2 separate regions of the Mus musculus genome follow, and region 2 is linked to region 1. A link is a contact called in public Hi-C data. All regions are on one chromosome and are shown on one strand. Each heading gives the region's core, a stretch centred on a gene start, on an enhancer-like site or on the middle of the called end of the contact. The rest is flanking DNA. Distances are from core to core; before and after follow the strand shown.

Region 1 (7,464 bases), core at 2,247-4,746:
TTGCCTCAAGCTCCTCTCCATCTCCATCCCTGTATTTCTTTCAGGCAGGAAAAATTATGGGTCAGAGTTGTGACCGTGGAATGGCAACCCCAGCCCTCACTTTATGTCCTGTCTTCCTGCTGGGGGTGGGCTCTATAATTTCCCTCTCCTTACTGTCGGGCATTTTATTTCAAGTCTCTCCCTTTGATTCCTTTTTTTTTTTTTTTTTTTTTTTCAGCCTGTTTATATTAAGGATATTCTTTTTTTTTTCTTTCCATTTTTTATTAGGTATTTAGCTCATTTACATTTCCAATGCTATACCAAAAGTCCCCCATACCCACCCACCCCCACTCCCCTACCCGCCCACTCCCCCTTTTTGGCCCTGGCGTTCCCCTGTTCTGGGGCATATAAAGTTTGTGTGTCCAATGGGCCTCTCTTTCCAGTGATGGCCGACTAGGCCATCTTTTGATACATATGCAGCTAGAGTCAAGAGCTCCGGGGTACTGGTTAGTTCATAATGTTGATCCACCTATAGGGTTGCAGATCCCTTTAGCTCCTTGGGTACTTTCTCTAGCTCCTCCATTGGGAGCCCTGTGATCCATCCATTAGCTGACTGTGGGCATCCACTTCTGTGTTTGCTAGGCCCCGGCATAGTCTCACAAGAGACAGCTACATCTGTGGCAGAATTTTCTGTGGCACCTGCTTTCATTACAGCCTGCAGAGACTTATGGCCCAATGACCTCTTCCATCTACATAGTGAATAACAAAATTGACTCAGGTCAGTTCTAGCCAAGAAGGTCATGGGGAGAAGTTCAGTTTTGGAACGAGACAAATTTGGGCTCACATCCCAGCTGTACTACTGACAGCCTGAGTCACCTATGATGTCCCTTCACACTGGTGACAATGATCCCTGCCCGCCTCACCAGGCGGGCGCTATAATTGCGTGAGATCAAGCATGGAGAGCGGTACAAGTGTTTGCTGTCATTCGGTGTCCCGCCTGCGCTCAGTCACACAGCTAAGAAGTAAGGTGCTGTCCGAGGTCTCACCCCTGAGGACAAGACCTCTCCCCCAAGCAGAGACAGCGCCTCTAATGAGGGACTTGAGCATTAATTAGGAATCCAGGGTGTAGGGTTATATGTCCTTTCACATACAGTCTCTATCTTGATCTTCACAAAAGCCTTCTGTTTATAAAAATTCTTGTCCCCACTAAAAATATAAGTGCATTTTGGAAATAAGACTCAAACCAGGTACTGCTTGTTATTGTCCTTGAGGTAGTGGTTTCTCTGGGAACTTTAAAACTCCCTCCCTCCCCGGAGCAACCCCACCCCCACCCCCAGGTCTGTGAGTGTCTATGTTGGGGCCTCCTTCAGAGCTTTAACCCCTTCTGTGCTCTAGACTTTATATGTCACTTTCTCTCAAATTGCAATGTTGTGAGAAGAGCAGAGTTGATTCCTACTGTCCCCATCATGAAGGTAGAGAAAAACCAAAGCTCAGAGAAAATTCTGTGTGTGTGTGTGTGTGTGTGTGTGTGTGTGTGTGTGTGTGTGTGTTAAGCCAGAAGTTAACCTCAGGTATCATTTCTCAGATGCCACTTTGTTTGTTTGTTTGTTTATAGTAAGTCTCTTACTGTCAATGTAGGGGCTTATCTAGAGATCTATCTGTCTCCTCTGCAATGCTAAGTACCCCTCCCCCATATATATATACATACATATATATATATATATATGAGATTTTACTTATGTGTGTGTGTGTGTGTGTGTGTTAGTGTGTATGGGCCTGTGTCCATGGAAGATAGATGGGGGTGTTGGAATTCCAGAGCTGGAGTTACAGGTAACTGTGAGCCAACTGATGTGGGAACGGAGGTACTCTAGAAGAGCACCATATGTTTTGTTTTTTTGGTTTTTCGAGACAGGGTTTCTCTGTGTAACCTTGGCTCTCCTGGAACTCACTCTGTAGACCAGGCTGGCCTCGAACTCAGAAATTCACCTGCCTCTGCCTCCCAAGTGCTGGGATTAAAGGTGTGTGCCACCGTGTGTTCTTAACTACAGAGTCTCCTCTCCAGCCCTATGTCTGTCTTTTAAATACAGAGTCTTTCATGTTCTCACGCATGTGCCACCAGCACTTTACCAGCTGAATCATCACCCCCGCCCCAAGAAGCAGATTTCTTGATTGTAAATCTTGACTGTGGACATGGTATGTGTGCACGCATGTGTACGTGTGTGCATGTGCGTGTGTGTGCACTCCATATTGATGCCCTCGGAGTGTCCTCTTATACTAGGGTTTATGGAGAACTCATTACTAGCAAATGAGAACCAGGTCCTGATGGCCGGCCCCAGTGGTATCATCTGATCCCTGTATGCCTCTTCCAGATCGTGAGTATCCTGCCATCTAGAGCAGAGGCCAGAGGGTTTTTCATTTGGGCCTGTCACACCCATTTCATTCTGCCCCTGTTTTCCATGCACTCACATAGGGTCTGTAGTTACTGGCTTGTGTCTGCCAAATGTTTCTGAGGCCTGGAATGGAGAGAGAGCAGCAGAGGCCAGAGCGTTTATGCCATGGGAAAGGTGGCCTTTCGAAGGATCTTCCTCCTCCTTCCCCAGGTTCTCAGGCCCTACAGAATTCTCAGGGGGGCTGGCCGACTCTTAAGATGTAACTCTGGATAGCAGAAGGCTCTGACAGTCTCACGGATCAGCCTGGTACCCCCAACCCCAGCATTCATGCACACACACACACAATCCCTCCAGAACAATGCCACCAAATCATATTGAGCTATGGAACCAGAGCATCCAACGTCATGAAAGAACACAGAGGCCTTTTTCTGGCTGTTGGTGTGATCTCAATAGAAAGCCCTTCTCAGGCAGGAAGAAGCCATTCTTGTGCCATGTCCCTAACAAAAGCTGACCTCTTCTACAGTGGCACAACTGGGCAGGCCCAGAATCAAGCTGGGGTTATTTCCCCACCATCTCCATAGTCATAGCAACAGCCTTGATTAATGCCATGGCCCATTAGAGAGATAATGTCAGCCCTAATCAGAAACGCCTCAAGTATCTCTCTTTGCATTTTGGTAAATGGAGTAATCACATTACGGTTGGATGTGTCTGGGAGCTGATTGCTGTCTCGAAAGTCTGCCTGATTTTCCAGGTTAAGGGGTGTCAGGGGGCCCGAGCCGCAACTAATCATGGTGCATTGTTAGGAGCGCTGAGAGGGAAAACAGAAGGTACAGAGACAGATGGGGAGGTCCCTGCCCTGTCCCTCCTCCTGGGTCAACAGGGGATCCCTGGGTTGGTGGTCTATTGGCAGGGACTGCTTCCCTGAAGATGAGCTTAGTGTCTCAGAGGTGGTGCCCGTGCTGTGGATAAACACAAGGATGGAGAGGCACAGCTAGCATGAGCAGGCAGGGGCCTCAGTTGGGCCCGGCTTTCCCTTCTCCTTTTGCATCGAGCTGGTGATGGACAGCCAGCCTCGGGTCACGCCACTGGGCTGGAAAAGTGGCAGGAGAGAGCTCACTTTTGGCCTGGAGATAGGAAATGGCAGAGGTGACATGCACCCTGTGTAATGAGTGTACACTTGCCCTGTCACAATAGTCTTTGGCCTTTGGCAGGTTCTGCCTTGTGGGAGACTCTCTGGAAGCTTCTCGAGGGCAGAGTCTCGATGCATCTTGGGAGAGGATGACATCCCCTCCTCTCTCCTTTTGTTGCAGAGACACCAAAGGAAGGAGAGGTGATGGCTCTTAAGCCTGCACTCTCACCAGGAATGGACGCTCAGTTCCATCTCTCCAGAGACCCTTCCCATACCGCTACCTCTGTCTGCCTTCCAGCCTGGCTGCCTTTGTTTCTGTCGGTCCACAGGTGACAGTAACAATAAATCATAGCCACCCATATGGAGAGATTAAGAGGAGGACCCGAGGAAATATGCATCGAGCCCCTGGAGGCTATTTTCGGATGCTCCTGGGAGGATTTTTTTTTTCTTTTCTTTTGGAAAGGACTCACACAGTTAACTATTTATGACAGTTTGAAGGCAGAGCAGAAATAGGAGAGTGGTACTTGGTGTCCCTGCCAAGGCTGAGAAGTAAAATCTTCTCAGAGGTCTGAAGCCACTTCAGGGCCATTAAATTTACTGTCTGTTAGACAATATTTAATATCTGGAATAACATTTTATTTTGGGGCCCAGCAATAATTTTTCTTTTCAGTTTTAAGAATTATCTCGGGGCCTGCCAAGTTGACCAGATAGAACTGTTACAGGGTCACAATGTTGCCCCGTGGCCCTGTCCCCCATGAACTCAGATCCCTTGCCAGTGAGGCTGAAGTTCACCTCAGAGCTTTAAGATCAAGGTCCCAGGTCAGGGTTGGAGTAGCGGAAAGCTATGTGGGGAGACTGAGAACAGCCATTAGGCAAGAGGTTACCACATCATGAATCAGTCAATCTCTGTCTTCCATTTGTCTCTGCTCCAGACCAAACTTTATCTTCAAAAATCAATATCCTTCCCAGGAAGATGTTGGATTAGACACGTTAAAGGACCCAACATCACAGCTTGACCTAAGCTCTTACAGACTGGTGTTAGACGGGGTAGGAGAGAATAGATTTCCCAGGCTAAGATGTTTCTCTAACGGCTCTATAAAGCCTTACAACGGCCTCCCCTGGAAACATGCTCTGGACCATCATTGCTTATAAACACAGCTGATCAAGGGCTTGAAAGATAAATCAAATTGAAGATGTGGCGCCTTGACTCCCGCACAGCCACCAGCTTTGAGCTAAATCAGTGGGTCTCAACCCGTGGGTCACAACCCCTTTGGGGGTCAAATATCATATATTCTCCATATTAGGTATTTACATTATGACTCATAACAGTAGCAAAGTTACAGTTCTGAAGTAGCAATGAAAATAATTTTATGGTTGGGGTCACCACGACATGAGAAACTGTATTAAAGGGTCACAGCGTTAGGAAGGTTGAGAACCAGTGAGCTAAATGAACACAAGAGATTCACGGGGAATGCATTAGCATTGTGGTCATAGTGTCTACTGTCCCTGCAGGTACTCTTACCCTAGACACCACTGGTGTTGGCTGTCTAATCCTGGACCTGAGACTGATTCTGGCAGTGGCAAGATGTGCTGCAATCCCCACCCTCCCTCAGTCCAGTCTACTGGGTTTCCCAGGCCCACAGCTCTGACTAGCCTCTGTTGGCACCTCAGGCCTGTCACTTTCAGAAGCCTCCCACGCTCTCACATTGGTACCGTACATGTGTACTCTCCTTAGACACACAGATCTAATGATCTGCATATATCATCTGCTTGGCATCCACTCCTTCTTGACGCTTCAGTTTGCTCAATAGCACCTCACACTCAGTAACTGGCTACTTGGGTACCACCAATGTTGGGACTTGGGCTCTGTGAGTCCCTGCTCCCTCTGCAGATCTTGTGACTGTAGCTGATCTTGCTTCCGTTGATGGCTGTCTTCTTTGGTCCTAGCTCATCTCCTTTCCCTGACCGGTGTGGGCTGTCCTTATTGTTACCTTGTACAGAGTTTGTATGGGAGCCTAGCACATCGTGACCTTCCCATGAGCAGAAACCTCATGGGATTCCCTCCCCCTTGGTGTACCCCTGTCACCTAGCATCACAGCCAGCACAAAGTACGAACTCTGAACACGTATTTGATGCATGAATCAGAAGTGACATTGTAGCCCATTTCTGCAGAAGGGAGGGATTTACCCGTTCCAGTTTTGATGACCCATAGCTACCTGATGCCAATTGAATAGAAAGAACAAGGCCATTATCAACCAACTCTAGCAGGATTTATCACTTCTAAAGTAGTACCCTCTTCAGACAGACTGGTGCCCTTCGTGAACAAGTACCTAAGCACCTAAGACAGAGGTCAGTTCTTATCTGTCAATAACATCTCTATTCATCCTAGAGAGAGAAATATTTATTATCCAGAGGGGAAGAAACACGTGGTTGGAGGTGGCTGGCTCATGGCTGGTTTTATATGTGAGTGAGTCACCAAGTGGTTCTTCCCTTTAGTTTCCTCATCTGGAAACTGATTTCTCCCTCTGATTTATGATTCCATTAACAGATAATTCTGTCCCAAGTCCCAAAGCATTTGTTTTCTGTCCTGCCTTTTGGTCATACCACAGCACCTCAGGGGGAGAGCCTTTGCCTGACATTTTCTACATCACCACCAGGTGGCAGGAGCGTGCTGCAGTCCTTTGGTCCCAAACACAAAGAACGTGCGCTTTGGAGGTTGTCAAGAGGCTAGCTGTCTGAAGCAAAGGGCTAGCAGACCCTTCTGTTTGTAAAAACGTTGGCTTGTATGAAAAACAACAGCCGGATGACTACGCCTGGGTTCATCTAGGAGGGTATAAGCACATTCCTCGCCTACAGGGGGCTTCAAGTTTGCTGAGGGGGTTATCAAACTGACACTAAAATTTGACTATAGGAAGAGGACCGCTGAAGAAGAGCTTGGTTTGTGCTCTAGCCACGAACCATTTGTAGTTATCTAAATTTAACTTGTTGACATTAAATATAAATTAAAAAGAAATGCTGCTTCCTAGTCGCACTAGCTGCAGTTCCAGTGTGCGGTGGCTGCATGTGGTTAGCTGACTGCGTGGGACAGCGCGGACTCTAGGACTCCTGTCAATGCCTAGAGCAGGGTTCTTCTCAGCTGCAGCACCAGCACGCTTGACTCCAGGACTCTAGATGATTACCTGGTGTCAAGAGCAGGCTGTGGTGTGCATCACAGGGTATTTACCGTACCCACTTGAGAACCACTAGGCTAGAGGATATTGGAGAGGACCTGACTTCCGCAACGGGGAGGGAGACCGGTAAGTGTTCTAGAGAATAAACCAAGTGTGGTCACAAGGTGGGAAGAAAGTTCCCAGTTCAGACTGGAGGATGGTGGTGCTGGGGCTTCCCCAGGGAGTCAGCTCTCTCTTTGGCTTCACCAGGGAGTTATCATGCTATGCAAAGCAGCGCAGTGGCATCATTGAGAACGTGCCACGCGGCATCTTACTGCCTGCACCTTGACTTTGCCATCTATTTCTAGCTGGTCCAACCCCGAATTCACAAAAATAACGTCCAAAATTCGAAAAAAAAAAATAATGTCCACTTTATCCCCTTTGTTTTTTGTTTTTCTCTCTTTGGTTACTGGCTCTGGGAGGATGGTTGTTCCTCTGTGGTCCAGAGCAGGGATTTTATGTATCAATAAGAATTAGCTCAATCAACAGAGAGACTCAGGAGACTAGAGACAACAGTCTAAATTCATCCAGTACCCACAGAGATGGGTACAAAAAGCCTCGTTGTACTTCTTCTGCCCTTTGCGTGTAACTTCTAGTCTCTTCCCTCACGAGATGATCAGCTTCTTCTCCTGGTCTGTCACAGATAGTTCAAAGGAGCCTCTGGTCCCCCCTAGGGTGAGGTAATGCTTGATAATCCTTTTGGCTTCCTTACCAGCTATGACTGGTTCTTATGAATTCCAGCTCAATGTCTTACAAA
Region 2 (7,464 bases), core at 2,367-4,866, 1.2 Mb before region 1:
GAAGGGAAGAACATGCCAACTCAGAGTTCCCCAACAAATAGGCATTGACTTCTGGTTGCCAGTTCAATAGTGAATGCAACCACGGAATTCTCAGATAAGGGATAAATCTGATCGGATAACCGAAACAGAAAAGATTCCAGTCAATGAATGGCCATTCTATTACACAAACCTAAAATGCCAATCTTCTTAACATCCCTTCTTTGCCTTCCTGGTCAAGCTTTAACATGCTGACTTGCTTTTTCTCCCTCTGTCACCTTTTTACAGGCACTAAACATTTGCTATCTGAACCCAGCACACTCACCTCTTGACAGATCCTCCCCTCTGAATAGTAAGTTCTTTTCTACATTGCCTGATGATCTTTTCCTCATCTTCCAAGACTCAAGTCAACTGCCCATCCATCCTTTGATACTCTGCCTTTGAGATCCTGTCTTAAATTTGGCTCAATTTTCTTCTTACATGATCAACTAGCTCTCTAAGCTCCAGTGGTAGCACATTTACCCTTCTTCTAAGTACATCCCATACATACATTCCATACATCTTCTGGCTCTGTAATTTTCAAAGTTGGACACTAGATGAATAGAACATCCATCTGTATTTTTATACACTCTCTAGTGTGCTTTGTACATTGGGACAATGACATATATCTCATGAATAGTTAACACATATCTATACAGTGGTTTTGGGCTCCAAAGCTGTTTTACTGATGGCTACTAAACTGAACAGTATCAAGATCGTTGTTCTAGCTGTTACCTATGAAGGCATGAACTCTATCTTACTGGTATAAGCTCCATAAAAGTTGGTTAAATAAGTCATAAGCTTCTATATAAGTATAATGATAAAGCTTTAAATAATATGCTGAAAAGATGCAAAGGGAGGAAGGAATTGAGTCATGATTGTTCATTAATACAGCATCTAGAGATATTGGTTTTAAATTAAGATAAAATTATGATAAAATACCACCTTAGGCAGGTTACTCATCTTCCTAGACCAGAGTCAGCAAACTTACCCTGTTAAGAGTCAGCTAGGTACCCTCTCAGAAGCAGAGGGGATGGGGTGACAAACTTGGAGAGGGAGGACTGGGAAGAGTGGGTAACATTTGGAATGTAAATAAATAAAGTAATTTAATAAATAAATTTATAAAAAAAACTTTAAGAAAGTGTCAACTAGTAAATATTCAGTATACCAAGCCATGAATTTCTCAATGTTGCTACTATAACAGACATAAATGTATGTACTTGCCTATATGGCAATAAAATTTTATTGGCAAGAACAGATGACCAGGTCTGGTTAACCCAGTGAATGAACCCCTCTTACAGTTTATTATTCCTAGTTGTATTTCATGAGTTAGTTTTGCAACACGCTTAGCCTTTGACTGGTGATGAGGTATTGTTTAACAATGCTTACAAATACCAACAATAGTCATGATTTGAGGTCTTACAAGAAAAGACATATTTGATTTGAGTATTACTTATGAAGTCCCAAAGGAACAGAAGATGGAGCGGGGAGTTGGGGGAAATCTATTAAGGATGCGGCATGAGTTAATAACTCTGATGTCGAGAGAACCCAGAAACTGCTGGCACGTTCCCTGAGTGACAGTGTGGCAGAAGTAATGAGGAGTGAAAGTTGAACTCTTTCTTCCGTAGGATGAGACGGGGACAATGGATGCCTCTCCTCCCTTAGGGAGTATCAGAGAAAATTAACTATAAATATGCAGTGCTTGGTGTTTACATCTTGACTATCCTTTCACCTGCTGGGTAAAGTCATTGCGTTCTGACTTGTACCTACTGCCTGATTCCAAGACTTGTGGCTATTTTGCTGAGTGGGAAGCAAACGTCAGCTCTCTGCCCCCCTTATCCCTTTAGATAAGAATAGGTGGCTGGACCACTAAAGTCCAGGAGACTGATTTCTTGACCGAGATTCTCGATGTGCTATCTGGATCCCCCTGAGGTAGAATCACCTGGAAGCAGAAGATAAAAGCAGGAATTCCTGGCAGCCGTCCTGTGATCAGGACTCAGGATCTTTTCTCTGGGGCTCATTTCAGAAGTGGCTTTTAAGGTGAATCTCCACACGCTACAGTTGACCAAGACCCACTGGTGTTCTGAAGGAAGCTCAATGGACTTCCGAGACTCCATTCGAGTCTCCTTCACCAGATTCTTAGCTGTTTAAAACCAGTATAATCAATGAAAGTTAGAAAACCATGCTTGCCAGCAGCTTGCCTGGCCTTCCTTATAACATTAACTTAGGTTTTTAAAATAAATCGTAGAATGAGCAGGTAGGTATCTGTGGGTTTCTAGTTGCATGACTCTTTGAATGTCCAGCCCCAAGTGGAGCCTGCACTGGGCACTCTCATGAGGCCCCTTCCTTTGCAGATTCCTGGCTTGCCTTTTCCCTGGGCTTCTGGGATAGAGGCTACACTTTGGATCTTGGTGGGTAGAACATATCTTCCCACAGAATTCTCCAAATGATATTGGCTAAATTCCCCTGAAGAGACTCAAATAATCTCCTCTCAGGCTTCTGCTTTCAGTCAGTCCAGTGTCCTCTTCTCAGTGGGATATGAATTTTATTGCATCAAAGAGCTACCCGTTTCCAAGGGCATTTTGCTATCTTCACACATGTATTTAACACACACACACACACACACACACACACACACACACACACACACACATTTATTTCTACAACTTTGTTTACAGCAAATTGACACACTAGTGGTTTCACTAATTTAAAGATTTCCTGGTGATGTCAAAGGCCAAAGAATTCCCTTTATCTTCTGATGAATAACTGCTACCTTGGGAAATGAAATGACATGTCCAAAGTGGGGTGTCTGACCCGTGGCTGAGCCAGGGGTGTCACATGTGGATTTTGTAGCCTGCAAAGCTATCTTTCTAATCCTATGTGTCTGGGTTCATTCCTAACTTGAGCTCTGGGCAAATACAATCATGGAATTGTAAACACGGCAGGAGAAGAATCACTGGATACTTTGCAAGTAGTGGCCATCCAAGCAGTGCAAAGGATTGAAAGTCTTGCACCCAATCCAGTGTCTCTCAGTAAGCCGGGGCAGCTGACTTGGATAATTCTCTTAGAGTCACGCTAGATGGCAGTGTTTTAACGTCAACAGGAAAAGGGCTTGGGCTGCTGTTTTGAAGAATAGCCTGGGACAGCCATAGCAAAAGGCTTGACAAGGGCATCCCCTTGGAGCTCAGGTTCTAGAACAATGGATTCAGGTCTCTGTTGTGACTTGAGGCTTCAGCTTGGAGCAGGGCCAGAGTCTGGTTATGTAATAAGTGAGACCATAGCTCTCCGTCACTGACGATGAGAACCACCTGCCGTTCAGACTCACAAGGTTCAGAGTCGGGCGCAAACATCCCTGCTTTATCAACAATCCCTGTGTGCCCCAGTGTCCTGAGATTCCTCAGAGTCTTTGTCCAGTGAGGGTGTCCGCCCTGGGTTGCCGGACCCTGGTGTGAAGTAGTGCACTGTGATTGCTGCTGATGACATGAGGCAGGTGCTGAGGATGCACATGCGAACAAACCGCGATTGGGAAGCCCCAGATCCAAGGGGAGGCAGTATTTGAAATCCTAAATAAGGCTCAGAGACGTCAGAAGTGTTGCTGCAGCTCAGTCCCTGCTCTGTCCTGCGTAGCCTCGAGCATGGAGCTAGTCACTTACTCCATGACTCATTCATTAATGGGCTTTGATGAGATTTTTCACTTGGAAAGTGAGGACCATGGAAACAGTCCCTCCAAGGAGCTGCACAGTTACACTTCTGTGGACAGCATCCTTTCTCAGTCAGGTTCTGTTTTCCTATCTGCTAGATGAGGTTAGTCTCACTTGGCCTGGAATCTATCATTTCGTGTTGGACGGGGGTGGGGTGGGGCTGCTTTTGCTGGGAGGTCGAATGGTTTTCACTAGTCAAGGGTATCATCAAAAGCCAACAAACTAGTTTTTTGATAACGAATCCTATGAAACTAGTTACAAGGCTATGGACTTTGTTCCAGATGCTCAGAGACAGCTGGAGGGTATCGGCGAGCTTCAGAGAAAGCCCCATGTTTTGTCCTCATCCTCTCATCTCTAGATCACCACTTTAATCCACCACTAGAATTTCTCAGAAGCGTAGAGGACCTCTAGAAGGTTGTTCCATCCTCTGTTTCTGCAGGGCCACAGGGCATGCTCAGGAGTAGGAGGGATCCTCACTGGCAGCCTGCGATCCCTGACATGCAGTGTGTGTGCCGAGGGAAGAGTTAAGGGGCACACGCCGGCTCTTACTCATCTTGCTCATTTTAATACCTGGCTTAGGGCCTGGTTCAGAGTAGGTGTGAGCAAATGTTTGTTGAATTAAGTTTCTGTAGTTTAAAGAATTAGCTTTGATGCTATTTGCGTCTTACAGACAGAAAATTTTGAAATAGATCATGGTTTTTTCTTTGAATTGCCTGCTATGAAGCTCAAAGGTAAATTAGTGGGCCATCTCTAGCAAATAACTAAAATATAGACTTGATTTCCTCTCTCTCTCTCTCTCTCTCTCTCTCTCTCTCTCTCTCTCTCTCCCTCTCCCCCTCTCCCTCTCCCTTTCCCCCTCCCTCTCCCCCTCCCTCTCCCCCTCCCTCTCCCTCTCCTTCTCTCCCTCTCCCTCCCTCCTTCCCTGTCTCCCTTCCTCCCTCTTTCTCTATGTGTGCATGTGTGTACCTGTGTGTGTGTGTGTGTGTGTGTGTGTGTGTGTGCACGTGCTTGTGTGCGAGTGTGTGCCTACCTGGTGTCACCTTGTTTTTCTTAAGGCTGATATTCATGGTACTGAATTATTAAACCTGCCTCAAATTCTTTTAGAACAAGGAACAACTCACTCATTAAATCTGAGGCAATATCTGGGACAATTCCTGGTATATAACAGAAGGTCAAAATAGTTATTTAATAGTGAACAAATTAACGGCATTTTTATCTGAATCTTAAGTTTGAACTTCATTTTTTTTTTTAAATATCAATCAGCCTCAGACTCACATTCTTTTAAAACAAACAGAGGTCAGTGGAAAATCATACTGGGAAATGGATGCAGCTGGACAGAGCGACTGTTGTAAGATCACGCACAGATCCAGTGGCTCTAAGGTAGTGCCTCCTTGTGGTTTTCCTTCTGATTTACCTACCACAGTTTTCATTACTCCCAAATCCTTCCTCTGAAGGAAGGGAGACAGAGAGAGACAGAGAGAGAGAGAGAGAGAGAGAGAGAGAGAGAGAGAGAGAGAGAGAGAGAGAGAGAGAGAGAGAGAGAAACATTTATCAAGAGAGCAATGTCGCCCACACCGATGGACCTGCCGCCATCCTATTCATTTGTTCTCCTTTGCTGTCACAGTGGCAGCTCATCTGATGAGCCACAGGGTGATCTTCTTCCTAAAATTCATGCGGAGGAACAGTGAGACAGTGCTGGTCGCTCCATTCATCAGATAACCTACAGTCTCCTTGGAGGCTGGGAGGGGAGAGTTGGCCTCCTGAGGTTTATCTTGGACAGAAGCCAGCCAGCCTATGGCTAAAAGAATGAGCCACTTTATCTTGTCAAACATCTCCATTAAATCATGGCCAAGGGAGAACCAATGAAACTGGATTTTGGTGCAAATGATCACTTGTGAATGTGCATCATGCACACACATACACACAATATATATATATATATATATATATACATATATACACACACACACACACACACACACACACACAGATATATCATGTGTATATACATTATAATATATACGCACATGTGTTATATATAGTCACTGTGTATATAATATCATATATAAGCTTCTCTCTCTCTTTCTCATTGCTCTGAAGAGAGCTGAGCTGAGAAAGCCATGCTTCTACATAACTGCTTCACTTGTTTGCTCTTGCAGAGTGTGCCCAAGAGTGTTCCTTTAGCGCCAGCATTTTTACCGCTCTATATTTAGAGTAGAAGTCTCTGCTCAGCCAATAAACTTTTAAAGCAAAGACCCTCGAATCAAAAGAACTATTTCTTCTTCCTTATCATCACCCTTTGTACAGTTGGAAAGACACAGGCAAAGTGTTTCCTTGAGCCATAACCATGCCCACTTTTGGCCAATCAGTTTTCTCTGTTATCCCTCCAGTGGGACACTGTAGGTCTGTCTATTCGGAGAGTTTGCTGAAATATATCTACAGAAGATTCATTTAAAAACATGCCATCAGTGACCTTGAAGACCTTCATTACCCTAAATAGCTGAAGCAACTTTCTTGCCTCTAAACTATTTCCCTTCCTTGCATGCTTTTCCTCCTTGGTCACCCTGGGACATCTAGATCACATGCCATTCTCCACATGAGATCTCAAGGAATAATCGACCACTTTCTCATTTGTGCTTCCTCTGTGGAACTAATAGCCATGGAAACATCACCAGTGTATGTGACCATTGTGAGGTTATGTGTCTGGTTGTCTCAGTGTGCTGTGAGCTCTTCCTTAGTAGGGGCATCTCTCCCTCATCTATCCATAATACTTCAGTCTATCCAGGGGCAAGGTTTCTGTGGGTGAGCATGTATACTCGCCCCTCCTGTTGATTCACTGGGCTGCTGCTCTTGACTTATTCAGACTCTTGTCTTACCTGTAAGGAGTGGACTCTGCAGAAATCCTTGCCAGGAAAGAATCTGAGGTACGAGTCACAGCATCTCTGCTTGCTCATGGCAAGAACTGTGATGATCACGCAGTCCAGAGTCCCGGGGCCTTGTTCACAAGCTCAGATACATCTTCTGAGTCACACTTGGCTAGTTATTGCTTGAGCCTCAGTTTGAAGAAGGAAAAGACCCAGTTCTTTCCTACAGTCTTCTCTAGAGGTTTCTGCTGCAGGTTTCAGTGTGAAGCTTGAGCCTTCTTAGGAGTGTTTTGTGAGTTTGGTTCAGTTTTTGTTTTTGAGATAAGTTTACACAGACAAGCTTTCTTTGGAGGAGAGTGTAGGTCTGTTGGAAATCCCATTTTTGTACAAGTTGCAACTGTGAATTCTCAACTACACTTTCAGCTTACTAGGAAAGTGCTAGGCCTTCCTCAGGCAGTTATAGTGAATATGACTTGTAATTGTGGAGGAGACCAAAGTATGTCTGGAGCTATATTCTAAAACAGAGGAGTTGATCAGACACGTTGGAGGGTTAGTTAACATTTTTGCTATTTCCCGGGTTTTTCAAGAGAGCAAAAAGGAGCCTCTCTAGCCTCTCAAAGGAGATAAATTGTGATGAATCTCTGATACAATCTTGGTTGTGATGGGTATTGGTTAAAGTGAATGGCCACCAGTACAAAGTGACATACACAAAGCAGAGCACGTCTGTCCACTCCTTTAGAACTCCATTTCTAACAATTGACCTTTAATTAGCACTGGCTTTTGGGGGTGTTCAGTTCTGTGGGCATCTTACGTTAAACTCCCCCAAGAGTTCAGAAGCCTTCTAGAATACATTTATGACATTTATGATAAATATAGGTTTAGAG

Evidence for each region. Hi-C and Micro-C count contacts between places; a contact is called where the count stands out from the background.
Region 2: a Hi-C map of the N1E-115 cell line shows a contact between it and region 1, with 5 times the contacts expected there. The contact joins two enhancer-like sites. A contact is called at or near these places in 8 of 484 Hi-C or Micro-C datasets (the N1E-115 cell line, cerebellar granule neurons, cerebellum and 4 more) and 2 of 115 datasets of contacts at active chromatin or transcription factors (astrocytes and pancreatic cancer cells).

The regions. Positions count from the first base shown.
Region 1 is chr4:55,239,368-55,246,831 of GRCm38.p6, reverse strand. It overlaps the pseudogene Gm12508. Among named protein-coding and RNA genes, the nearest start is that of Gm34231, 35 kb to the right of the region's middle. Within about 2 kb of position 3,496, at least 12 of the 459 cell types and tissues checked have an H3K27ac peak or open chromatin away from gene starts, as enhancers often do. A contact at or near this core is called in the N1E-115 cell line, where this site is marked.
Region 2 is chr4:56,488,778-56,496,241 of GRCm38.p6, reverse strand. No RefSeq gene overlaps it. Among named protein-coding and RNA genes, the nearest start is that of Gm34628, 14 kb to the right of the region's middle. Within about 2 kb of position 3,616, at least 40 of the 459 cell types and tissues checked have an H3K27ac peak or open chromatin away from gene starts, as enhancers often do. A contact at or near this core is called in the N1E-115 cell line, where this site is marked.